Regions from separate parts of the Mus musculus genome. Here region 2 is linked to region 1. A link is a contact called in public HiChIP or PLAC-seq data. All regions are on one chromosome and are shown on one strand. The core of a region is the stretch at or near the end of the contact, and the rest is flanking DNA. Distances in the headings are between cores, read along the strand shown. Region 1 has its middle 3.3 kb from the start of Gm34994. Region 2 holds the start of Plut (PDX1 associated lncRNA, upregulator of transcription).

Region 1 (6,374 bases), core at 2,222-4,721:
TATAAGATCGGGACATAGGCAAATCTGAGGGCATTTTCTTAATCAGTGATTGATGTGGGAAGGCTAGCCCATCGTGTGCGGTACCATCCCTGGGCTGATGATCCTGGGTTGCCTAAGAAAGCGGGCTGAGCAAGCCACAGGGAGCAAGCCAGTAAGCAGCACCCCTCCACGGCCTCTGCATCAGCTCCTGCCTCCAGGTTCCAGCCCTGCTTGAGTTTCTGTCCTGACTTCATTTTATGATGAACAGTGATATGGAAGTGTAAGCCAAATAAACCCTTTCCTCCCCAACTTGCTTTTGGCCATGAGGTTTCATCACAACAATAGTAGCCTTGACTAAGATAGTGAGCACTAGGTAAGTCCTTTAGGATATACAAACAGACTCCTGAATGTGTTTTCACTAACCGGAAAGCTTAAGTATGTCCTCAGATAGTGCCTGAGGCCTGATGTAGGATTTCCCCACTTTTCTATACCCGCCTACCTGATTTTTCTACCAGTAAATCTGAAAAGCACCTTGACTTATGACTCACTGCAAACTTTCCTGGAATTGATACCATGCTGGAACATGACTTTTGGGGTGACCCGTGTCTGTGTTCCCAGAACACGGTCATTCATATCTGACTCCAGAATAAATTCTCTTATCCTCTTGGAGGTGTGGGAATGAAAATTCCCAGAAGGAAGCTGTGTTCGCAAGGCCTGATTAATTGATTACAGTTACACTGGTGTCGGGAGGTTGGAATGTTGCTAGTCTAGAGCTTAATTATACTTTATCTTGGACTAGCTTTAGCTCCCTAAATAGCTTCCTTGTCCACTTCTGTGTCCGGCCTGGTATCCTGTGACTAACAGATTAAAGCCTTTAGGAATTTACTAATTTAGCAGGCCATTAGCTCCTACCCTTCAACTGCTAACAAAGTCAGTGGTAGTAGTGCACACCTTCAACCCCAGCACTCAGGAAGCAGAGACATGAGGATCCCTGAGTTAGAGATCAGCCTGATCCACAGAACGAGTTCCATGAGAGCCAGGACTACACAGAGAAACCCCAGTCTTGAAAAAGCCAATAACAAAACAAACAAACAAACAAACAAACAAACAAGTGTCAGAGACACTCCCCCACCTTTGTAACCCTCTCTAATGTTTCCATCCATGTATTTTTTTAAAAAATGTCTTGAACAAAACTTGTTTTTACTTGTTTTGTTCCTCCATGCAACTGTTTCCATGTTGGAACCTTGTATCTGGGGAGATCTGGAGGCGCTCTCTGGAGCTGTGGTCATCTGTACTTGCTGCAGAGTAAACCATAGCTCTTATTCCCTTGAGAGGAGAGCTGCTTCTTTTGATGGCCGCTGCTCTTTTGCAAGGACACCCTATTGGGTTATGTGCCTCGTGTGTTGTGAGGCACACAGCGGACGGAGCACATTTATGTAACCTTCCACAGCTCCTGCAGCCCTTTCCTTACCCAACTCCTGCTGTTGGCCAAGTGAAGAGGAAATAGTCTGCCAGCAGCCAGGAGAATCAGGCCCCACCCACACAGGGACCACCTGCTGATCAGGGCCCTGTGCTATGATAGCACAGTATCCAGAGGACTAGGGAAATTACCTAGGCCAGTGTTAGTTACCTTTCCCTTCCATGACCAGAAGCAACCGACAGCAGACAGTTTGTTAGGGTTTCCGGGATAACAGTCTATCACAGTATGGAAGCAGAAGCGGAAGCAGAAGACTGGAGGCGACTGGCAGGTGTGAGGTCTTGAGACCTGGGAATTCTAGTCTTCAAACAGAAGCAGGAAGCAGAGAGAGCAAATTGAAGTAAACACAGCTTTTTACTCTCAAAACCCACCTCCAGTGGCATATTTACCTCGACAAGGCTGTTGGGCTTCTCAGAGTGTCCCCAACTGGGAACCAAGTATTCAAATACCCGAGCCTATGGAGGGGACCTGTCTCATTTGAAATCACCAGAGCTAGTAAGGCACTGTATCTGACCCAGTGTTGTCCACTTGCTTTACAATGTCTCTTTGGGTTGAGGGCATAGCTCAGTGGGAACAATGTTTCTTTGGGCTGAGGGCATAGCTCAGTGGGAGCAAAGTTTCCTTGGGCTGAGCACATAGCTCAGTGGTAGAGCACCTGCCTAGCAGGTTTGAAGCCTTTGACTTCTAACCTAAGAACTGCAAAAGAAATTTCCGGGCTTTTGAAGATGTCTGGAGTGTTAGGAACCAGGTCCACCCTCACCCACCTTCAGCAACTCAGTTCCAGCAGCCACATCGTCACCTACCGCCAAATGCCATACATTTCTGTTGTCACCACATATATAGCCTTATATACACATATATACATACACATCTATGGATTTACTTCATTTTGTGCTCCCCCTACAACCTCACTCCCCCACCCCCCTACCCCCCCCAACCCACCCCCGCGCAATAAATCTCTCCCCTGAGATCTGTTGCATGGAGTGGCTTTGTGGCATTCCTTGGCCCCAACCCACCAAAACCCTTACAAGGAGTGCATTTGCAAGGACCCCCAACCCCTTACCACATGCAGATCCTAGCACTTCCTCCTCCTCCATGCAATCTGGAATCTAGGAGCCACACCCTTTGTTTACATATAGTTAAGTTACCACTAACCAAACCTTCCTGAAATGCTCTCTCCCTCTGAACTCCCGGCAACACCCAGTGAGACTGGGTTCTGATCTACTGCATTTTATTTGTGGGCCAACCAGAGAGTCACAAAGAGTAGTGACTTCTTCCCCCTCATAGACTTTATCCCCTCTCCCCTCATTCTTAGTTTCAAAGATAAATAGCTCTTGTTCCTTATGTGGCATTCTCTTACAGTGGGACCTCCCAACCTCAGCAACAAATATCCACAAATACTGAAGCCACAACCCAAGGAGGGCCTCCAACAAGCGAGGCTGCTGATGCGGTGTGTTTTCACATATGGTTAATGGGTAGCGTGCTTTATAACCTACGCGTGCTTTTTAGAAGATAAACCAAGGAAATCTGTGCCAGGCAACACATCAGGGCATGAGTCCCTGGGCCACCAACATCTCTGAGAAGCTGGTCCAGGTAGCCCCCAAATCCCAGAATCACCCAGACCTACATCCTCCTCTCAGATCTCCACTTTCCAGCATCCCCAAGAACTTGACTTTAGAAATTCCACGCACGCTCTGAACCTCCTCCAGCACCGGGTGTCTCTCTGTACTCAGAGGCCGGGCAGCTGAGGGGGAGGGGGGACTCAGGAGGGGGGCGTCATAGAGTGGAAGGATACAAACTTGGGAAATAAACATTTTTTGGGAACCCTCCAGATTGTCTTAGAATCAGCGGGACTCATGAGCCAGCCACAATAGGTTCACTTTCATGTGGGTGCAGAAGCAGGCAAGACTTCCAGGCAAAAAGTGTGAATGTGAATTTAGCTAGTTTTGGATAAAGCCGCCTTTCAGCGTCACTACACAGCGTGAATGCAGGCGCGGTGGAGTTACAACTTAATGAGCTGAGGGGAAGTGCACAGGGTCAGGCCTCATCTCCCAGCCTCTGTCATGCTAATCAGCTAGGCAGCCTGCATCTGAAAAACTGCTGGAATTTTTATTTGCATTTCATTTGCTTGGAAGGAAGTTGACCCAGATGGTCCACAAAGGCCCTAGGAGGCTGGCAAGCAGTGTGGAGGCTGCACACTTCTCCGAGGGCCTGCCCTTGTCTGCCCATCCCTCTTTGAGCGGAGGGCATAAAAGATTAAAACAGCGGAAGGGAATTGATTTCATGATTTTTAGATAATTTCCCCAAGATTTTAGAAAGGACCTCCAAAAAACCTAATTTAATCAGCCAGGAGCTCAATAGTAATTACAGGGAAGAAAAGCTGGGGTAATGAAAGAGGTGGAAAGGATTTTTTGCTGTTGCCAGTGGGAACCTTTTTCTTAATAGGATAAGCCCAAAAACTAAACGATGTTAATAGCATCAAGCACCGGCGGCCAGAGCCCACGGCTGGCGCCTCAGTGAGTGGATGATGGATTGCCCAAGCCACTGCTCTCGCCAAGGGGAGCTCCGACAGTTGGCCACAGAGGTGATCTGCCTGGCATTTCCATAAGCGATTGCCTGCATCTCAGAGCTTGGGGGTCTGTGAGCTAGTCTGGGGTTTTGTCTCTACAAAGTCCCTTCAGTGGAGGGCGGCTCAGTCCTATCCAGGTAAGACGTTTACCTCAGCACTAGCCTTGATGACATAGTTTTTGAGAGCTTTCGGTGTCTAAATCAGGGCTGTGTCTTCTGTCGGCTGTGTGACCTGGGCGGGGAGTGGGGGGGGGGGGGAGGGGGTGATTAGCCTTACTTCATTTCCATGCACAGAGACTCCAGAGTTAGGATACTATTTGGTCTCCATTCCAAGTACGAAGGCACAGAGCTGCAAATGGCTGTCCTACTGATATGGTATAGGGCCAGGCACCCAGAGGAGAATACAAATGCCTTTACAGAAGTTTTTAAGGGGTCTGGAGAGAGGGCTTTGTGATTAAGAGCACTGGCTGCTCTTCTAGAAGCCCTGGGTTTGGGATTCCCAGAACCTTCGTAGGAGCTCACAACTGTCTGGCACTCTCTTCTGGCCTTCTAGGACATCAGGCAATCACGTCGTACACACATATAAAAGCAGGCAAAACATACATTCATATAATGTGTGTGTGTGTGTGTGTGTGTGTGTGTGTTTATACATGCAGGTTTACCACAGTGATCAAATGAAGATCAGAGAACACCTTGTGGGAATCATTCCTACCATGTTGCCAGTCCATTGATCAAAGCAGATGTCAGTCAGTGTAAAACACTCCTTACTTAGCATATAGTGGACACAGCAACCAACTGGAAACAAATATTCAGTTCCTACGAGGTAGTGAGAGAAGTAAAGCCTGGATCCCCTTGTTCTTCATGGGGTTCAGGGCTCCAGGAACCTGATAATCGGCATCCCCTTTGCAGGTTGCAGTAGTTTGAATGAGATGTCCCCCCACGGTCTTGTATACTTGGTCCCCAGTTGATGCCACTGTTTGGGGAGGCTTTGGAAGTGTGGTCCTGTTGAAGGAAGTATGTCACGTGTATTGGCTGGTTTTGTGTGTCAACTTGACCCAACTTAGAGCCATCCGAGAGGTACGAGCCTCAGTTGAGGAAATGCCTCCATGAGGTCCAGCTGTAAGGCCTTTTCTCAATTAGTGATCAGTGTGGGAGGTCCCAGCCCAGGATGGGTGGTGCCATCCCTGGACTGGTGGTCCTGGGTTCTATAAAAAGACAGGCTGAGCAAGCCAGGGGAAGCAAGCCAGTAAGCAACACTCCTCCACGGCCTCCGCATCAGCTCCTGCCTCCAGGTTCCTGCCTGCTTGAGTTCCAGTCCTGACTTTCTTTGCTGATGAACAGCAAAGTGGAAGTGTAAGCTGAATTAACCCTTCCCTCCCAGCTTGCTTTTTTGGTTATGGTGTTTCATTGCAGCAATAGAAACCCTAACTAGGACATCCCTGGAGGTAGTCTTTGAAAGTTTAACTCTTGGGCCTTTAGAACGAGCTCTTGCTGAGGCCTCATTGCAACGGACATTTGCAAATAAATCTGTCTGAGCAAAGTGGTATACTGTGTGACATCCCAATGTGGCTGGCACGTTGCAGCTTCCATTGCAAGATGGGCCTTTCCTATTTATTTTATTTTATTTTGGAGGAAAGTTATAAGGGTGGATGGTGGATATGGAAGGTCTGGGAAATGAACAGGATTGGGGTGCATGGTATCAAGTTCACAAAAGCATGGATAAAAAAATTATGCTTAAAAAAAAGCATTAACTCTTCTGTGTATTGAAGATGTGAGCCCTGAGCTTTTGCTCCAACCACCATACTTGCTGGCCCTGCTCTGCCATCATGGACACTTAGCTCCCCGGGAACCATAAGCCCAAATAAACTCACTCTTCCAATAAGTTGCCTTGGTCAAGGCGTTTTCTCACAGCAACAGAAAACAGCACAGCTGTGGGGATTGGCGCACCAGACTTTCTCTCCACCAAATACCAATGGCGCAAAGAAAACCAACCCCAAATAAATTTTTTGTAGCTTTCTAAGGATGTGTGTTCATAGTGTTTCAGTGTTCTAAACTAGCAGTGCAGGAGAAGCTGTCACCCCAGTACCTTGGGGGACCAGAGTCTGTCCTACAAAGATCATTTCCCTCCTGGAAAGCTGGCTGGAGGAAGTGGGAAGGAAGGTGTGTGAGGATGGGAGGGAGTGAAGTCCTTCCTTCCTGTCTCTAGAAAGGGAGCCTGGCCAATGAGAAAACGAATCCCATCTGGGGCAGCTGGGCTCCCCACAGAGTCCACAACAGGATTTGAAGCAGTAGACACCTCCCCAGATTTCTGTGCTGCGGTTTTAAGCCCTGAGGTGAGGCTATCAGGAGG
Region 2 (6,374 bases), core at 2,309-4,808, 120 kb before region 1:
ATTGGTCCCAGGAAAGAGTCCTAGAGGCAGATCTGGCCATTCGCTTGGCATCAGAAGCAGCCTCAAAGTTTTCAGAAGCTCAGGGCTGTTTTTCCAGAAGTCTGCCAGCATCTCTCCGGCTATACCCAACTGGCTCTCGTGCCCTCAAGAATTTTCTTCTTGTGCGACGCCTAGGTTAAGTTCCCTTATCCAGCTGCCCGCTCCCACGTCCACACTCTGGGTCCCAGACCCGCTCACCCTCAGACTGCTGTCCTCACCGGGGTTCCTGCGGTCGCAGTGGCGCGATGCTGGAGGGCTGTGGCGACACGCTAAGGCCCGAAGGCAGTAGGCCCTCCCGGACTGCAGCTGGGACGCCTGGGGGCACGGCACCTCCGGGAGGTGGCAGCGGTGGCACTGCCAGCAGCTCCTCGCCCGAGGTCACCGCACAATCTTGCTCCGGCTCTTCGCCCCCACCGCCCCCACTCGGGGTCCCGCTACTACGTTTCTTATCTTCCTCTTTTTTCCACTTCATGCGACGGTTTTGGAACCAGATTTTGATGTGTCTCTCGGTCAAGTTCAACATCACTGCCAGCTCCACCCGGCGGGGCCGGGAGATGTATTTGTTAAATAAGAATTCCTTCTCCAGCTCCAGCAGCTGCGCCCGGGTGTAGGCAGTACGGGTCCTCTTGTTTTCCTCGGGTTCCGCTGTGTAAGCACCTCCTGTGGGTGATACAATCGGTCAGTGAGGTTCCCCGGGGCCCCATGAAGCTCAAATATTTTATTCCCAGGCCAGGAACAGCCCTCCTACTGATCGCAGCTGTTGAATCCAGCCGCAGCCCATTGCTCCAGAGACCCACTGCGGTTCCACCAGAGTCTTCCCTAAGCAATGGAGCCCTTTTCTCAGGCCATAGCCATGCCGGTTCTCATCTCAATATCACACTTGGAACTGGCAACCAGTGGTTTCAAAATTAGTTCATTTAATTGATGTTAAAATGCACATAATAAAAAAATGATCAACTCCTTTCTACTTAAGGATATGCCTTAAATGCAAAATTTTAAACAAACGTTCTGATGTTGACCCAGTTCAGTTCAGTCTGATTACTATCTCATCCTCATAGGTATATATATATCCAAGAAACATTTCTAGAATAAGCTTTTACCACAATTAATGCTAATTTCCTCTTTATTCCCTGTTTCATTAAAACAATGCTAAGCTCAACATGTTAACTTATTTTACTGGTGGCGAGGTCTTTAATTCTGGTTCTCTGGAGGCAGAAGCAGGGGGAGGCAGCCCCGGAGGCGAGCTTGGTTGCCTAGCTAGCTCCAGGTCAGCAACAGCAACGTAAATGAGTCTCAAAAATAATTTTAAGTGAATGTAACAACTCACTAATAGATGCAGACTACAGTTTGAAAGGCTATGGTGCTCTCTTTAAGTTATGGACATATTTTGTTATAGCTTTTATTTATTTGTTATATCATCTTTATGCTTTACGTCTTTATTATTGTTGTGTGTAGAATATGCTTGTCAGAACACGGCAGTGAGCACAGGGAGGTGGGGAACACCTTTAGGGATTTGGTTCTCTCCTTTTATTTTAGGTTCTGTGGATTGAATTAAAGCCCTAAAGCTTGAAAGGGAACGTGTTGGTTTTTTTTTTTTTTCGTTTTGGTACATTTGTTTGTTTGTTTCAAATAGTCATCTTCCTGGGCTTGTATATTATTTTTAATAAAGTTATAATGAACTCTAACTGAGTGTTAATTGTTACTGTGATTTCAATTAGCCCTCTGCCTCTGAGAAGAAGAAATTCTGTTTTGGGAAAGGTCGTGCTTAGCAGGAAAAGACCACAAATGTTGCTGAGGCCAGATCTATCCTGAACCAGAGCCACTCTGAGAAGGGACGGATGGCTCACCAAAGGGCTTGCCCGTGCTTGCTGCAAACCCGCATCTAAAGCAAGCAACAGACCCAAGTCACCGGGAAATCAGCGAAGCCAACCAGTGTTTCCCAGGTCTGGGTCCTTTCTTCCCAGCTCGGTAGAGCGTCTACTGCACTGGACTGTGTGTGGATGCAGGATGGAAGGCTCTCCAGCAAAGCCCAGTGGAAGAGACTGAGGCCGACTTGATTCAGGACAGGGGTGAGAGACAGTTTCCAAAGAGCTGAAAGGTGAATGAGTGTGTTGAGGGCAAGGGATTAATCTTCAGGATGGAATCTGCTCCCCGGGTCTTCCCCCAGGTACTGGGGAGGCACTAGAAGCTGAAGTGAAGTCCCCAGACCACTCTTTGGAAAGCAGTTTGTGTCCTCAGGAACACAAACCTGTGTCCCCAAACCACACAGGCCTTTCCTGGTGTAGGAAAGGAAAGATACCTAACCTTAAAGAGACATCTTAAATGCCAACAACTGGCAGATTCTTCCAACTACTGCCCTCAGCTGCCTACTTTGCCAAGCCCTAATGAAAGACTATAGGGAACCTGTGCTCAGCTAGAGGAAGCCACGGGTGGGAATTAAAGTTAGAATCTGCTGGTGAGATGTTCAGAGTGCTCGATCTGACTTTTCTGGGGCTCAGTAGAACTCACCAGTAGGGATTATGAAGTTCTTTTAAGTCCAATTATTTATAAGCGGTTATTGCCATTAGCATTCATAGTCCTACTATAAGCCCTTCAGCCATTAAGCCCTTTCCAGGGGTTGTGAACCGACGAAGCACACGCAGGTGGGTTCGCTAAACCTTGCAGTCCTTCTGAAGTGGGGCCGGCTGGAGCTCTTTGCAGGTTTCTACAGGGAGAAGAGAGGGGTAGTCTGCCTCGAGTCCTGCTTGCTGATGGTCAGAAAGGATCCGCAAAGGATCCTGGTACCCAGATCTCACAGTCAGGAGGGGTCTCCAAAGTGTTCACCAAACATAGGAAAGGCTTTCTGCTTCCTCTGCTCAGATTTAACTCCCTGGCTTGTTCCTACCCTAGCCCAGAGCAGGAGTGGATAGCCAGAAAGAATCAATCTCCGGGGCTCTGCTTCGTGGTTCCTTGGCAAGGAACCCCCTTTAGGTGGAGGGTCTGTCTTTGGGCAGCCCAATGGCCAGGTCTCAGCGCCCTTTGGTCTTGGCCTTGAGAGGCCTCTGCTGCGGCCTACCTGCTCCAGCTGCTTGGAATTGCTCAGAGGTGGAGGATCTCCCCAGCAAGAGTTTGGGCCTGTTTTAAGTCAGGGTTTTTTGTTTTGTTTTGTTTTTTTTTTTTGTTTTGTTTTTTTTTTTTTTTTTTTGTTTTTTTCCTCGGTGAGAAAATGAACTAGCTAAAGGAGCCTTCCCCCTTCTTTTTCCACCCTTGAATCCTTGGTGAACCTCGTTACCCCCATACTCTCTCGGAGCTTTGCTTGGCTGCTCCTGGGATAGTGTCAGACCAGGCGCCTTAGGACCGGAGGACAACGTTGAGAATTCTCAGGGGATGGCAACTCCAGCGTCTTAACCCTTCGCTCCTGCTCCCGACAGTCAGTCGGAAAGCAAAAGAAAGAGCAGCTATTTGCAGTCCAGGTGTGACCAGAAGTGGCTGTAGACCGGAAGAGATAACATTGTGGAGCGGCGGGCACAGGCCCCCACACGAATTGGCTGCCAGCATCCGGCGGGAAGGGACCTAGGGCTTGCTCCGCTTCGCCTCTGCTGGAAGGAAGGACTTTATCACAAAGCAGGCGCCTAGGGCTAAGGAAAGCCAGGGTGTCTTGCTTCTTTGAGCCGGACAGCAGGGAGGAGGCCCCTTCTTCTGCATATTTGCTTCCTGGGACGCGGCTCCAGAGAGGACCCTTCAAACACGTTGGGTTGGTTCAAAAAGAATTGGCACCCCAGAGACCTCTGCCAACTGCCAGACTCCGAGAGAGTGAACCACCTGCCTTTCAACCCTCCCGGTGAGCACCTCGCGTTGGTACAGCCTCTCCCTGTTCACCCCCACCCCTCATCCTACTCCAGGGCCTACCTGGATGGACGCAATTTTCCTTTCCCTTCTTCCTGTGTTTCTCCTACTCCTACTGCCCCTAGGAGGCCCCGTTTCTCTAATAAGGCCACTAGGATAGAGCCGGGAAGTGAAGGGGCCTAGGGTTTCCAAGGGACTCCATCATCAGAGACATCTTGCATAACTTGCTTGGGGCCCTTGGGGTCCGGGAGTCCAGGTTCCTCTCTGCAGAAAGATCCAGAGAGTTCGGGAGTTCTGAGCCTGGCTAGGCCTCTTCTTTCTCCAGCGTGGGAGTTGGCTCCCAGGGTAAGAAAGGCTCAGGACAAGCGCAAGGAGGGAAGAGTGTTGAATGGAGAACAAGCTGCCAACATGAGTGGACTTACTGGCTTGCATAGACTTTATTCTAAGCCTGCATTATCCTTGCGGGTTTCAGAGGAACTTGTGAGAAAAGGCCCGGGGGAGTTCTTGAAGGCAGTAGCAGCCAAGTCCAGACTAGGGAAAGAGAAAGGGAGAAAGAGCCAGGCTTACCTGCCCACTGGCCTTTCCACGCGTGAGCTTTGGTGGATTTCATCCACGGGAAAGGGAGCTGGACGCGGTTGGGCTCTTCCAGGCCCCCAGGCTCGGTTCCATTCGGGAAAGGTCCGGGAGGTGGATGGGCGAGCCCGAGCTGAGCTGGAAGGTGGTGGTGGAGGTGAGCGCCAGCCGGGTCGTCGGAGGCGAGCGGGGGCACTTCGTATGGGGAGATGTCCGGAGGACTTCCCTGCTCCAGTGATCCCAGCGAGCTTGTAAACTGGGGTGGCGGCGGAGGTGGGGGCTGGCGGCCCATGTACAGGCACGCAGGGGGGTTAGCGCTGAACTCTGGCACCGGGCCCCTCTGGAATGCGCACGGGTCCTTGTAGAGCTGTGTGGCCGCGTAGTACTGCTCCTCACTGTTCATGGTGGCAGCCGGCACTTGGGGGCCAGCAGCCCCGGGTCGGAGCTACAAGCCAGGCCTTAGGCGCTGGGTGGCTCGCGGACTCTCTACGCCACCCCAGATCGCTTTGACAGTTCTCCACTGCTCTCCTGGGGAACCAGAGGCTGGCTGGGGACAAGCCGGCCGCCGTGCCATAGGCTCTGGGGCACCCCACGTGGTTTACCCTGGAGCCATCATTGGCCTGGAGGACTGCCTTAAGAAGGAGGCTTAGGTGCCCGCGAACACCTGCACTTGTTTCAATTTTCTCTCTCAGTCGCCTGATCCCTGCTTGCTGCTGTGGAGCTCTCCAAAACGGGGCGCACAAAAATACCAGAACCTTTACTCTTTACAAAACCGCTCCCAATGAGCTTAAAAAAAAAGTCTACATCTCCTCTTCCCCCTCGCTATGTTTTTTGTTTGTTTTTGGTTTTGTTTTAAGACAGGGGGTGGAGGTCTAATTTTGTAGCCTGGCTGGCCTGCAACTCAAGATGTAGTCCAGGCTGGCTTCAAACTCCTTTTCCTCCCCAGTTCTGGGGTTGCAGGTGTAAGGCACAGCGTCTAACTTTTAATTTTCTTGTATTTTTGTATAATGTATGTAAATATCAGCTCAATAATATGACTTGCAAAACGTTAGGGTGCAACTGTTGAAAAATACAGTTTTTGAGAAATGCTTGCAGAACTCAGCGCTGTAAGCCTGAAGCTGTCGTTTTTTGTTTTATTGCTCAAACTATCCCTTTATTTCGTTTTATTTTTATCTGTATCTGCGTTCCCTATACTTCTAGCCTTCTGACTGTTAGGTCTGGGGGGGGGGGAATCACAGTGGCTTATGTTTTTTCTTAAGTTGAAGTTATTAGATTTAATTTTGGGGATTGGAACTTATTTGATTAACTCAGAACACACTCCCAAATGTGCGGAAGGCACAGAGAAGTGTTGCCTTTGTGGTTGAGCAGTTGGGCAAGGGGTTGGCACCGGGTTTTCAGATCTGTGACCATCCTGGCGTCTTTAGTGGAATTTCTAGTCTCTAGTCGTCCCGTCCCCCCCCCCCCGCACAGAAAACCCATTTTTCATGTTGTTGAAACAGGGCAGGCAGCTGGGCAAGGCTGTGGGGTGCGCAGAAATCGCGATTAAAATGCTGCATATTGAGGATGTCTGTGCCTGGCCTCCATCTGTCAGATACTCTGGATACTGGGGGTGAGGGGGGCGCAGCCTTTAAGTCAGTTACTTTAATGTGGGTGTGCACAGCGCTGGCAAGGATAGACTAACTGCCAGTGATCACCGTGTTTCTTGTCTGGAGTTGATATGACCCAGGCTGCTGACTCATAAGTTGCTTGCTCTGCCTCTGACCTGGTCCTCCAAGGACACTGGAAGATTTTTGGAGAATTTGGACCTCTTTGCGCCTTGCAGAGGGCCTCTGTAAATGAAGGTGTTCGGTAGCAACCAAGAGGAAAGAAATCTGTATAGCCCAACTCCCTCTCCACCAAACTATACACTCAGATATACACTTTTGCAAAGTTTTAAT

The links. HiChIP or PLAC-seq counts read pairs in DNA pulled down with a chosen protein or histone mark.
Region 2: a contact with region 1 is called in an H3K4me3 HiChIP or PLAC-seq map of stem cell-derived neural progenitor cells, with 2.6 times the contacts expected there. The contact joins the promoter of Plut here to the enhancer-like site in region 1. A contact is called at or near these places in 1 of 484 Hi-C or Micro-C datasets (embryonic stem cells), 5 of 115 datasets of contacts at active chromatin or transcription factors (embryonic stem cells, pancreatic cancer cells and stem cell-derived neural progenitor cells) and 2 of 9 other capture datasets (embryonic trunk and pancreatic islet).

Annotation. Positions count from the first base shown.
Region 1 is chr5:147,152,783-147,159,156 of GRCm38.p6, reverse strand. No RefSeq gene overlaps it. Among named protein-coding and RNA genes, the nearest start is that of Gm34994, 3.3 kb to the left of the region's middle. Within about 2 kb of position 3,471, at least 47 of the 459 cell types and tissues checked have an H3K27ac peak or open chromatin away from gene starts, as enhancers often do. A contact at or near this core is called in embryonic stem cells and stem cell-derived neural progenitor cells, where this site is marked.
Region 2 is chr5:147,268,705-147,275,078 of GRCm38.p6, reverse strand. It overlaps Plut (PDX1 associated lncRNA, upregulator of transcription), which reads left to right and starts at 3,558. Exons shown (of 6, transcript NR_038157.1): 1 at 3,558-3,859. It overlaps Pdx1 (pancreatic and duodenal homeobox 1), which reads right to left and starts at 4,982. Exons shown (of 2, transcript NM_008814.4): 1 at 4,432-4,982; 2 at 1-699. The coding sequence starts at 4,840. The coding sequence ends at 254.